Linked DNA regions of Mus musculus: regions 2 and 3 are each linked to region 1. A link is a contact called in public promoter capture Hi-C data. All regions are on one chromosome and are shown on one strand. The core of a region is the stretch at or near the end of the contact, and the rest is flanking DNA. Distances in the headings are between cores, read along the strand shown.

Region 1 (4,254 bases), core at 818-3,317:
AGAGTGTGTGCCACACAATGACCTGAGCTTGATCCCGAGACCCACAGCAGAAGGAAAGAACCTCCAGAGGAGTGCTATGGATATCCGCACGCACGCACGCACGCACGCACGCACGCGCGCACGCACACACACACGCTGATGGTATTTTTAATTTAAGATTGTTTTTAAAAAGCCATTAACATTAGTAAACTCAGATACTAACTTATATAAATTATCTCTCAAGTCTTGTTTTTTAAAGCAGGGGGTAGGGTCCCATTCTGTATCCCAGTTTTCAAGTAATTCTTACAGCTGTGCTTATTATACCTATTATACAGGTACTAACTGAAGATCAAAGCTTGGAAATCGCTTACCCAACTCTTGGTTGGCTTGCCTGCAGATGTTAATATCATATACAATACTTCTTACATACTCTCAGTTTAAACTGTAAACACCTGATATGATTTTATTCATCCACATAAATTCCTAGGGCTCCAATCACCAGACTGTTATTAGCTGTCAGTGGCCAATCTGACCTTCAGATCCATGTAAGTTAATGCAAGCATTTCCCAAAGCTGGAATCAGTATGAAGCTGAGGCCACGGTTCTGAACAGTGCTAAGGCACAGTGAACTGGAACTCACCGCTGTACCTCAGTGGTTCCCAGCCTTCCCAATGCTACGGCCTTCGAGTTGTGGTGACCCACCTCCCAACCATGAAACCGCTTCTGTTGCTACTTCATAGCTGCAATTTTGCTGTTACGACTTGTAATGTAAATATCTGTGTTCTTCAATGGTCTTAGATGATCAGTCTGAAAAGGTCACTCAACCCCCACTCCAAAAGGGTCATGACCCAGCTGCTCTACATGTACTGGACTCTTATCACTATTACTGACAAACAGACCAACAAGCCCACAAAAGTGGGAAGAGCAACCAGATTCTACCCTGGGGCCGTCACTATCTGTGACATCTTACCTCACCAGGTGTCAGGCTCCTTACCTGTAGTTAAGGAGGAGTTGGACCAGGCCCTTCCTACCTTTCTTTTCTCTTAGGATCTTAAAGGGAATCTCCAGCTAAGTGAGCTTACATTAACAGTGAAGATCCTTCCCACTTCCCAAGTTCTCAAATGATAATGGGTAAGTCTGTAATATACCTAGAATGGAAGCTCTTTTCTGCAAAATGATTTCACGTTCTGACAGTATTTCAGATCAAGGAAAGATACGGCGAGTGTTACATGGACACAGCTGTGTGGTCCCCAGGTAACTGTGCGCGCTCATCGTCAGCACACAGAGAATTGAGGACATCCTGCACGCATGTAGCGCCTAAATAACTGAGTGAAAGTGAGAAAGGAGCAAGACACCTGCACGTAACAAAACTTAAAAAAAAGAAAGAAAAAAAGAAAGGAAGGAAGGCCGGCAGGCAGACCGACAGACAGAGGCAACCTGATGCTTAGAATAAACTCCTCTTAGCGTAAGTGGCATAGACAGCGTGCAAAGCCAGTTACCTCATCTGACAGGTGCACAATGTACACAACTCACTCAGAAGCTGCTTCCAATACCGGCGGTTGATTAAGCTACACATAATTATCTAGCGACAACCGCTGCCTTGCCACTTATTCTGCACAAGAACTCAAAATACAAAAACAGGGGCGCTGCTAGCGAGCCGGAACCCCGGAAGCTGCCGATTTCTAAGTGTTGGGGGTGTCCCGGGCTGCTTCGCTAGACCAGGAAGGCCTCTTCTCTGCACCTGGGCTAGCCCACCCTCTAGACCCTCGCGAGCAACCAGCAAGCAAGGACCTCGGACCGCAGCCCCACGTCGCCAGCCCCACCTGCGCGCAGCGCGCCGCGGCCCGCCCCTCCCCCACACGTCCTCCCCCTAACCCTCGCCCACCCGGCAGCCGCACGCCACGCGTGGGGCCCGCCGCGTGCCCACGGCAACGCCCCGCTTCTCCCTTTCTCCCCGCTTCTCCCCTTCCCCCGGCACCCACCAAACCCGACGCCTGGGCCCGCCCTCACCTCAGCAGAGTCCGCGGGTCTCACCCGGGGTTCGTCGGGCCGTGGGCTCCGAAACGCGCTCGCTCCCGCAAGGCGTCTGGGTACGCGCACGTTCCGGGCTCCGGCAGCGGAAGGGGCGGGACCTGTGGGGCGAAACCTAACGGCGGGGCGGAGCGTATTGGGCAGGACGGGCAGGGGCGGAGCCTGTGGCAGCACCTGAACCGCCCCGACGCGTCTGGTGCCACAAGCTACGTCGGTGCGGAGAAGGCACGATCCATTCTGTGCGGGGTTCTCCTGGCTCAGGAGCTTTGGAGGATAGAGCGATGTCGCCTTTTGTCAGCTGCGAAGCAAGAGCACAGTCTGACAGGCACCGTGCTAACCACCACTTCTTGTGTGACAAAATTTTTCCAGGGGATACTCAACACGACAAATCAAAATACCGAGACCACCCAAGTCCAACTTGGTGAACTACTATTGGGATTACTTGCAGGCATATGGGTGAGGGTTTACTTAACAAGAGCAGAAATGACTTAGCTGAAAAACCAAGGCTCACCCCAGCATGAGTGACAACTCACAAAAGCTGGGAACCTGAAACACTGCACAGCCTACAAGCAGCTCAACAGGTTGCAATGAGTCCTTTCCAGGTGCCTCAGTTGGTCTACACCTTTCCAGGCAGCTCAGCTGGTTTCTGCTGCCTCCAGGTAGCTGGTCTGGCCTCAGAGTCGACTTTGTAGCTTTTTCCCCAACTCAGAATCCTCAGTTTAGCGTCCTTCCATCTGAGAAGGTCTCTCAGCTTTTATCGTTTATTCTGGCAGAGAGGAGCCTAAAGAATCTGATCCGTTTCGGGGACTTCCTGAAGCTATTTTGAGTTGCTTAAAGAGCTTTTCTTGAGTTGTTTAAAGAGCTTCCCTGCAGAAGAAAACTGTTAGACACCACCACTCTGTCGGGAAGGCTTTGCTGAGGCCACCAGACAGTGGAGGACCTCTTGCAGTCTTGAAGGTTGGGAAATATAACACAGACTCTAACCCATGTCTCCAAGTCCGCACAACTTGCAGAAAGTGAAAACATCGACAACTTACTCTTATGATTCATCATTACGCCTTCTTTCTCTAAGACCGTCTTATTTAGAATGTCTTCTCAAGTATTCTACAGTTCACCCTCTGGTCCTGCGTGGGTTAGCCACTGTTCCTTCGGTTTAATAAACATGTCAGGGGAGCAGGGCATGCCAGGCATGTCCTTCTCTCAGTGGAAAATAGTGCTTTCCAAATAAAGCCAAATCTTTGCACCCATGCGCACGCGCACACACACCCACTGACTCTATAAGCGTCCTTGGATCAGCGGGGCATGGTGGCGCAAGCCTTTAATCCCAGCACTCGGAAGGTAGGCAGAGGCAGAGAGGCAGAGAGGCAGAGAGGCAGAGAGGCAGAGAGGCAGAGAGGCAGAGAGGCAGAGAGGCAGAGAGGCAGAGAGGCAGAGAGGCAGAGAGGCAGAGAGGCAGAGGCAGGTGGATTTCTGAGTTCAAGGCCAGTCTGGTCTACAAAGTGAGTTCCAGGACAGCCTGGGCTATACAGATAAACCCTGTCTCGAAGAAAACAAAAAACAAACAAAAAAGATGTCCTTGGATCCTGTTGGAATTAGAAACCACCAATTAGAAATGGCAGTGCAGCGTCACTCTGGGTGACCAGACAGGAGAGCATTAAAACATTACAAACTGCCATTTTCATTAGCCCTTGTTCTTAGAGCAGTTTTAGGGTCATACAAAATTTAACAAAGCATAGGTTTACCTCAACCCCCGCCCCCCCCACACACACACATACTCTTCACCCACAAGTGATACATATTTCTTTTTTTTTTTAAGATTTATTTATTTATTATATGTAAGTACACTGTAGTTGTCTTCAGATACACCAGAAGAGGGCATCAGATCTCATTACGGGTGGTTGTGAGCCACCATGTGGTTGCTGAGATTTGAACTTCGGACCTTCGGAAGAGCAGTCGGGTGCCCTTACCCACTGAGCCATCTCACCAGCCCCCCCCCCTTTTTTTTTTAAATAAACTTATTCTTTTTTTTTAAGATTTATTTATTTATTTATTTATTATATGTAAGTACACTGTAGCTGTCTTCAGACACTCCAGAAGAAGGAGTCAGATCTCGTTATGGATGGTTGTGAGCCACCATGTGGTTGCTGGGATTTGAACTCCGGACCTTCGGAAGAGCAGTCGGGTGCTCTTACCCACTGAGCCATCTCACCAGCCCTACATATTTCAAATAACTGACAGATCTATG
Region 2 (4,254 bases), core at 1,049-3,548, 3.9 Mb before region 1:
CCCAAGCCAAAACCATTACACCTGTGGTTTCTTTGTCCAGACGGTGGCACAGATGCAAAGGTTCTGCCTTGTGGCCATGAAGCATCTTTGCCAAGATGGGCAGTACATCACTGATGCAGAGCTGGACTCCTGGGCCACCTACGGAGGAAAGAGCCAGAGGCTGGAGAACTCTTCTTGAGAGAACAATCTCTCAGTCTTGAGATAATAATCACCTTTCAATCTTGACAGAACAAACAATTGTCTCCATTTTCTACAGTTGTGCTATGAACAATATGGTGAGGATTACTAATATTAATAGGCCCAGAGATCTTAGCTATAAAATGAAATGCAGGCCAACCATTTCCAGACTATAAACTCAGAACTTGTATTTTAACAAGCACCCCAAGGGCTCTCAAGTAATAAGTCTGGGAAACACTGTGACTTTCTCTTCAGAGTCTGTGGGCCTGAGAGGCTTCACTGAAGCATTCCCTAGAAGAGAGGCTAAGAAGATGAGCTCTAGCTGAGTGATGGCGGTGCATGCCTTTGATCCTAGCACTCCTAAGGCAGAGGCAGTGAGATCTTTATGAGCTCAAAGCCTACAGAGTTAGTTACAGGACAGACAGGGCTATACAAAGCCCCTTCTCAAAACAAAACAAACAAACAAAAAAGATGATGGGCTAAGATCAGACATCCCTGGATTTTACTATTTGTATTCACCATCTGACCTTTCCAGCTTTGTTATCTATAAAATATAAATACCCGAAACAAATTATCCTCAACAACTAGAAACTTAAGCAGAGAATAAATAGTAAGGCAAGAACTCGTTACGAAACCTAGAGGAACTGCCACCAAAGGAGTGATTTATTCCAACTAAAATATTTTTTTTTTTGCTAAAATATTTACTTTCCTCCTGCAGACCTTTGACAAATGTTTTTTTTTTTTTTTTTTTTTTTTCCCTTTCAATTCTGACTCACTTCAGCCGTCCCCCATCAGAACACTCAGCAGCATCAGGACATCTATTAAGTTCCAGTCCCTCTGGGGTTACTGTGTACCGCAACCGTGTGTATTATTTCCTCTTCCCAGCCTTGTCTCTCTACCTCTCTCATTTTGAAATGAAGTTTTGCTGCTGCTGAGACTGATCTGAACATGAACACCGGATCCTCCCCTAGACCTGGGGCGGCAGTCGCACACTGGCTCCCAACTCCTTTTTCGTTGTTGTTTTGTTTTAACCACTTTGATGGAAAATAACAGTTAGCAAGTAACTTTTTGTATTTCTCCGCATCGATTCTTGTGGGTGGCTGTACACAGCCCACAGTGCAGAACTGAGCTTCTGTATCTCTCTGCAATAATTCCTGTGGGAGGCTGCATACAGCTCACTGTCAGGTATCTGCAAGTGGGGACTAGACACTGGTTTGTTACCAGTAGTCACATACATGGGATAATAAGGTTTAATTAACTTGAATTCAAGAGTGTCTCATGAATAAAGCTTCAGGGGTGACCCTAGATGGAAGAGGAAGCAGCAGCAGGTTTCTCTCCTTAGCCCACATGGCTCTTACCATGGACAGGGAGACCATAGGGTTTATTAATGACCACGAGGTCGTTGTCCTGGTGGAGAATCCTTCGGCTCAGTTCCTTAGCAAGCACATTGGGGTGAACTCGCTGCAGCTGCTGTGTGAATCGCACTAGTTCCTGCACTCTCCGCTGAACGGGGTTTGTAGGCACCTAAGGAAAGAGAAAGGTGGAAAAAGCTTAATGAAGGAGTGAAGCGCTGGGAATGGCCTTAAGTGCGATTTAGGTGGAAATCCGTGGAATGACTGTACTGTATAATTTGACTCATGTTTCCTTTGGGACCATACATAGCCATCTGTCTTATCTGCATACCCACGCGGTGGGTCTGGCAGTAGCAAAAGTGCGGTATTCCGACTACCACACAGAATATTCTCAACATTGATGTACTTGCTGTTACAGGACCTGCCTACCACACCCCACACCTAAGAAAGCCGTGAGAGCATCGCTTCTCGGAAGTTGAGTCTCTCTAGACTCACCCGCACTTCCTTTGCCTTTTGCTCTTGTTTCTGGGCTCGGAGCTTCTCTGCCAATCTCTGAGCATTCAGGGGCCTAGAGGAAGTAGCGCTGGAACAAAACGACCAGGAGCCGGGAGTGAACAATCTCCCGGGACGCGAACTCATACTCAAAAGCTGGACACCAGGCGTACGCAAGCAGGGCGCGGCCATCTTGGCGAGGGCGGGGCCGGACAGCGCGGAGAGGAGGAAGGGGGGGGGGGTGGGCCCTGCTGATCACGTGGGCAGGTAGCCTACGGGTCACGTGGGGCGGTGCGCGCTCAGTGCGGCTGCGCCGGCCGGTAGCTGCAGCTGGAGCGGTGGCGTTTGGAGCAGACGCGGTGAGTGTGTGGGGAAGCCAGGCGAGGGCTGGGAAATGCCGGTGCCCCAACGGTTTTCGCATGGCCCGGATCTCCATTCTTGGAGAGCACTGCCCTGGCAAGCGTGTCTCGCTTCGGGGCACGACTCCACGCAGAAACACTTCCCCGCCCCCGCGTCCTTAGAAGTGAAGCTGGCTGCTCCTCAGTCTTTACCGGCACCTGTCTGGTCCCTCTTAGCAACCAGGTCCTCGGCGGGTCCTCAGAGGGACGTGTGGTGTTCTTTCTCGTTTTCTTGCCGCTCGTCCTCCGGAGATCCCCAGATCTCTCATATTCCAACCTCCCGCTTTGCGACTGCCAACCCCTTTGTTTCGCGTTGTTTGTAGCCAGTCCTCCCGAAGATGACGGTTCTTTTCCTTCATCCAGGACCCCCGCCCCATACGTCCTACCTCGAGAGCGCTACGGGTTTATACTGACCTTTCTCTAGAGTTCGTTTCTTGGGGTCTCCTCTTTCTTCCCTTATCTACTCTTCCCAAGGAAAGTAAAGAGCTTTTCCCCCTTTGCCTCCTTTAGTCTTTCCTTCCATAGCTTGAAACCGTCGAACCCTCTCTCTCTCTCTCTCCCTTTCCTACAAGAGACTCCCGAACTGCAAACGACGACTCTCCTATCGCCAAAGGGCAGCTGGGAATATGAACAGCTGTTTTGGAATGGTAATCTCGAAAACACCTTGGGATGCGCATGCCGTTTGCTGGGGAAGCTGATGCTGAAGGGATGTCGTGAGAACTAGTGACTCTTCCCTCAAGATAGCCAGATTGCATTTCAGTTAGAGAATGAATAGTTGAATTAGGCTTGGGTGTTTCTCCCTCCAAAATGAATTAGCAGAAGGAAACCACATGTGAAACAGTTGAACAGGTGAATAGCCTCAGAAGACTAGAAGTTGAAGAATTTAAACTTCATGTGATAGTTGGATCTTTGAAACTTCTTGAGAAATCCCTTGCAAGTGGTATTGTAGAGAGGAATGTGGCAATACAAAGCAGGACAGATCAAAAAGGAAAGTATATCCGGGAAACCAACTAGGCTGCTGTAATGTAGATGATCATTAATGAAGCCCCGTCCCATTCCGCGGTCTTTTCCCCCCTGCTAAGTACTGTCCTTGAAATGTGAATTACCAGCTATACAGTCAAGGTGTGATGTGAATTACTGGAGGACTTCTTTCATCCCCAAACCTGTTAATATAGTAAGCTCACAAATATTTTATGTGGCTGCAGTGATTCTGAGTTAGGTTGGGTTGTTGTTTGCTTTCTGTCTGTCTGTCTGTCTGTCTGTCTTAAAGGTCTCACATTGTAGACCAGACTAGCCTCCAATTCATGGACCTTTTTCTCTGCTTCCCTAGTGCTAGAATAAAAGACTACACCCCCACACACCCAGTCTGTTTATGAACATTTTGAACAGTTATATTTCTGTCAGTTTTTTTTTTTTTTTTGACGTGAAGAACGAAGGTAGAGAATGGTGGGAAGACTTGTCTGTATTTCTGTAATAAGATAAGTGATCTGGATGTAGTTCCATGGGAACAGTTTGGGAAACACTGTTTCTTCTATTAGTGGCTTTGTCCCCTCTCACCAATAAATTCACAAGTAGAACACCTATATAAAATTTGAGAAATTCCACTCTAAAAGAATTATCCTTTCTGATAAGCTCCAGTTCCATGTTCTAATGTCTCTGAACTGCTGAGGATCACGTGTTAGTCACATGAAAGCCCCTTTTCCCAAGACATGAACATCAGGATTTAAAATCACATCATTACATTAATTACACTCCTATATTAGGTATGGAACCTTTATGGTTTGGAAGAATTTCGAGAAAAATATTTATACTTTTACCTTTTTTGCACTGTTCAA
Region 3 (4,254 bases), core at 740-3,239, 3.7 Mb before region 1:
AAGTGCAAGAGACAAGTCATAAACACATAGTAAGATAAAGTGGATGATGGGGGCTAGGATAGGCTTGACGCTGTGCTTCTGAGTGCATGCATGTTATATGTTTAAAAGGCATTTGTCTGCATGTTTATTGAGCACATATATATCATATGGTGATTTCAGGACAAGTTCCCCTCCATTGTCTCATTCAATACTAATAATGCTCTTTGAATAAGCTCAGTTATTTCCACTGATCTTTTTTTTCCCCCCCATTAAGAAAAGGAAAGCTATTTAGTGGCAGAAGCAGGATTAGGACTCAAGTCTCTAGGCTCAAAAGAAAGAAGAAAAAAAAAGCTGATTCTTAAGCTCAATTTTATGGTAGAAGGATTTTTACCTTTAGCAAGAACTTGTCTTTGTACCTAGTTTGGTGAAGACTTATCCAGGTTTGGAGGCCGGGCAACTGTTTCTTGAATCAACTTGCCAGACATATTTCAGTTGTTCTTTCTCCCCGAGCAGTTTTTCTTTTGCCTTCTTCTTTTTCCCTTGCCAAACACAGAGACATAGTCATTGTATTGTCTATTCCCAGCTTAGCTCCAGACCAGGACATGAAATGTAATAAATATTTGTTGAGTGACTAGGTGACTGTCAGGCCAAAGGTACCATTCAAATAAAACTAGGTTTTGGTGAGCTGCCAAAGAGCTTCCACCTATGCAAGGTATAATTCAGATGGAAACAGCCGGAATGGAAGAAGCTGGAGGCCACCTCTTCGTTTTGTTGTGAATTGGAGAGTCCCAACACATGAGACCTCCAGCTTCCCCTGACGATGACTTTAAACTCCGTTAAAACCCTGGGCACTTACTGTCAGTTATTCACATCTTACTTACACTTAGTCACATCCTGTGCCGCCTGTTTCTTGATGGGAGTCCAGCACAACACCCGCCACCCCTTCTCTGCAACTAGATAGCAAGCTTCCGGGGGAAGGGGGACTGGATCTAATACTTTCCTTGTAGCCCCAGGGTGCTCAAGCTAGGAACTGGGTAACACTGTGCTGACTCCTGAAATGGACAGTCCTGCAGGGTGGTTTCTGCACTGTTTGCAGTCCAGGCAATTCTAGAGCCCACGGCATCAGGGTTAAAGGCTTGAAGGGGTTTCCTCTGGAGACAGGATGCCTGGCGCCTTCAGCAAGAACGGAAACTGAGAAGTTATCCAAGGCTAAGAGAGGGTATGCAAAGGAGGAAGAGCTAAGGGAGCAGTTTGGGGCGCATAGGCCGGCCTGGGGCAGAGAAAAGGCTCGTCAATTTAGGTCACCTGACTGCCATGAGGGCATGGGAGGATATTGGAAGGATGGACTTCTATTCCTGTTCTTGAGTTTCTGTAGAGAGAAAAGGATACTTTTTTTTTTTTTAACCGCGCGGGGACAGCAAAGAAGCCTTTCTTGGTTATTGTTTCCAGGAGAGCGTGGGATCAGTGCTAGAGGCAACGTTGGGCATACTCATCTTGGAGCCATTCACAGGCAGCGCTTGCCCTGGGTTTGCCCTCACCCGATCCAGCCTCCCGCACCCCGGCCGTCTCTCTCCAGGCCAGGGAGGCCTCCAGGCCAACCCCAGTCTCCCCGCGGCCTCACACCCTCGCCCTCCTTCCTCTGCGCCCTCCCTCCCTCCTTACTCCCTCCTTTCTCTGCGTCCTCCCTCCTTCGGCGCGCCCTCCCTCCTCGATGCCCTCCCTCCCTTCTTAGCTCCCTCCTTTCTCCGCGCCCTCCCTCTCTCGGTGCGCCCTCCCTCCAGCGCGGCGTTCGCGGCTGTCGGCTTCCCGACCGTGTGCGCAAGCGTGTCCGGCCCCTTCCCCGCCCCCCGCCCCCCGCCCAAGCCCTGGCCCCCGCCTCCCCTTCAGGCGGACTTGCCCGCTCCCAGGCCGGCCCCGCTCCCGGGACAGGGACCGGGCCGAGCGGAGCCACTGCGCCAGTGCTGCCCCGCCAGTCGGGGCGCCTAACGGATCGGAGCTGCGCGCGGATTTACCTCGCCCCGCCCCGCTCCACCCGCGAGGGTGAGTACGCGGCAGCCGGGCTCTGGGGCCCCGCGGCGGAGGGCGGGGAGTGACGGGGCTGCGAGGCTGCAGCCTCCCGCCACGGCTCGGAGAGGTGGTCGGGGGGCCCCGCACGTGGACGCCACGCTGCACGGGGTTGGTGTAGGGTGGCCACAGCCCTGGGGAGCTGGGTCCCTTGCTTGGACTAGATTTTCGCGGGAAGCCTGACTTGTCTCGCTCTCTAGGAGTGAGTGAGCAGGACAATCCTCCGGAAAGTTTCTAACCCCCAACCCTGTCGCTCTTGCGTCCTAGCTGAATGGGTGACTATCACCTCTAGCATCCTCCGAAGTCAGGACGTGTGGGCTGGCTTTGCTAGAGGTGACAAGTTTTGCAGGGTCTGCCTGTGTGCTGGAGTTGCAAGGTCGCTGAGGCAAAGCCCAAAGGTGGGCTTGCCAAATTGCAGGGTGGCTGTGTCCAGGGATTAGGGGGGGTCTTTGGGCCAACTGTGCTTCAAAGTTGCCTGGGTAATGGGCAGTGAGAAGGCCTAGGATAAGACTGAGAAGTTAACCTAGAGCTGGGGCAGAACCCTTGTCTATGTCTGTTCTAGGTGCCTCTCTGAGACCCTTGCTGGCTGAGACCTATGGGCAGCCCCGAGATGCCAACGTGTCTTGTACCACTGCCATTCCTCCCAGACCGAGGGGTAGACTTTCTGGTTTATGAGTCTGATCTACTCTGTTCTCTGTCCTCTAGGCTAGATCCTCCCCCCCCCCTCCCCCCGGTCAGGCTTAAAAGGCTAGTCTGGGTTTGAATAGTACCACAGTGATAGTTGTCTCTCACAAGGGGCACACACCAATACCACAGGGCAGGGTCAGTGCTACAGATCCCACTTGGCCCCTCCAGGCCTCTCTACCCAGGGGGTTGTAAACGAATTGATATGTGTAAGTATCAGGGGTACAGAGGGAATGTTGTGAGTTTGCTAGTGAAACACCATCCATAACCTTACTTTCCCAGGCACCCCTAGAGTGCTACCTAGGAGGTGCCAGTCACTTAGGGCCTCAGAAATAACTGGACATGTTTTGTTCTGTTGGGAGTTGGTCTGCAAACATCCTTTGAGAAAACTGACACCGCTCGGCTTCCTCAAACTTATTCTGCCTCTGCCCTACTCTGAGCATCCCCTATGGCCTGTCCTGTTGCATAGGGGAAGGCATCTTTGGCTGCTTACTGAACCCTGGGCCTCACCTCCCACTCATTTCACCCTCCTCAACACATCCGATCCCCCAGCCCCACTACAGCAAGCCAGGAGTTGGGCCAGTCCCCAAAGATTTCAAGGTGATGATGGAGATAAAGAGAGGTATGCAGGCAGAAGTCATAAAAGTAAATTAGGGACTGGGGGTGTGGTTCAGTGACAGACGGAGCTGCCTACAATCCCAGTACTGGGGGGGGGGGCGGCGGGGGGGGGGGAGGACGGACAACGACACAAGGAATGCAGTTGGTAAAGTGTTTACCTGTCATAAACTCTTTAAACTTGATCTCTTAACATTGCCTAAACATATTGTGGTGGTACCTATTTATAATCCCAGCACTCTGGAAATGTTATGCCAGCATTTTGACTGTAGATCATCCAGGTCATCTTCTGTTCTATGTGGAGTTTGAGGCCAACCTGAGCTACATGAGACCCTGTCTTAATAAGCCCCTTCTGGAGTTATTCTCCAAGGTTATTCTGGGATTATATCTCTCCAAGATAGAGCACTACCTTGCTATCTAAGATGGTTAAGAGCACTGAGTGGTTTTACAGGGGACTCAGGCTCAATTCCCAAGTACCCATATAGTGACTAATTCCAGTTCCAGGGGATCTGACCCCCTCTTCTGGTTGCCACAGGCTCAGGCATGCACGTGGTGCACATAAGTACAATACACACAGGCAAGACACTGATACACTTTTTCTTTTAGAGTTGCCTGCTTAGGCTTTAAACAGAAGGGACTATTTAGCTTAAGAGTGGGTTGCTGCTCAGAGAGAGGAAGCCCCCATTCCACTAGGAGGCTCAGGGTGAGGAAGCCCCCAGTGCCTTCTAGGCTCTCTTCTGTTCCCTCTCTTGCTCCCTGCCCTGAACCAGTGACTCACCCACAAAAGCACCCTGGCCCCTCTACCCTGTCAGTTGTTTTAGTGTCATAGGATTTTGTTTTCTGGGTAAAACTAAGAATCAGTCCCTTTCTGGAATCATCAGAAATCCTGGGAAGGACCTCCTTTTTTCCCTG

What was found. Promoter capture Hi-C pulls out the DNA fragments that hold promoters and counts their contacts.
Region 2: a promoter capture Hi-C map of pre-B cells shows a contact between it and region 1. The contact joins the promoter of Fam118b here to the promoter of Nfrkb in region 1. A contact is called at or near these places in 1 of 39 promoter capture datasets (pre-B cells) and 1 of 484 Hi-C or Micro-C datasets (CD4 T cells).
Region 3: a contact with region 1 is called in a promoter capture Hi-C map of pre-B cells. The contact joins the promoter of 4930581F22Rik here to the promoter of Nfrkb in region 1. A contact is called at or near these places in 1 of 39 promoter capture datasets (pre-B cells) and 1 of 484 Hi-C or Micro-C datasets (CD4 T cells).

The regions. Positions count from the first base shown.
Region 1 is chr9:31,384,005-31,388,258 of GRCm38.p6, reverse strand. It overlaps Nfrkb (nuclear factor related to kappa B binding protein), which reads right to left and starts at 2,067. Exons shown (of 26, transcript NM_172766.3): 1 at 1,989-2,067. It overlaps 1700023A20Rik (RIKEN cDNA 1700023A20 gene), which reads left to right and starts at 2,211. Exons shown (of 1, transcript NR_165167.1): 1 at 2,211-3,256.
Region 2 is chr9:35,265,849-35,270,102 of GRCm38.p6, reverse strand. It overlaps Fam118b (family with sequence similarity 118, member B), which reads left to right and starts at 2,298. Exons shown (of 8, transcript NM_194257.2): 1 at 2,298-2,380. It overlaps Rpusd4 (RNA pseudouridylate synthase domain containing 4), which reads right to left and starts at 2,222. Exons shown (of 7, transcript NM_028040.2): 1 at 2,025-2,222; 2 at 1,536-1,701; 3 at 1-138. The coding sequence starts at 2,213.
Region 3 is chr9:35,114,463-35,118,716 of GRCm38.p6, reverse strand. It overlaps 4930581F22Rik (RIKEN cDNA 4930581F22 gene), which reads right to left and starts at 1,989. Exons shown (of 6, transcript NR_029475.1): 1 at 1,877-1,989; 2 at 371-1,348. It overlaps St3gal4 (ST3 beta-galactoside alpha-2,3-sialyltransferase 4), which reads left to right and starts at 1,853. Exons shown (of 11, transcript NM_009178.4): 1 at 1,853-2,019. It overlaps LOC115487216 (a long non-coding RNA gene), which reads left to right. Exons shown (of 3, transcript XR_003948311.1): 3 at 1,429-1,517.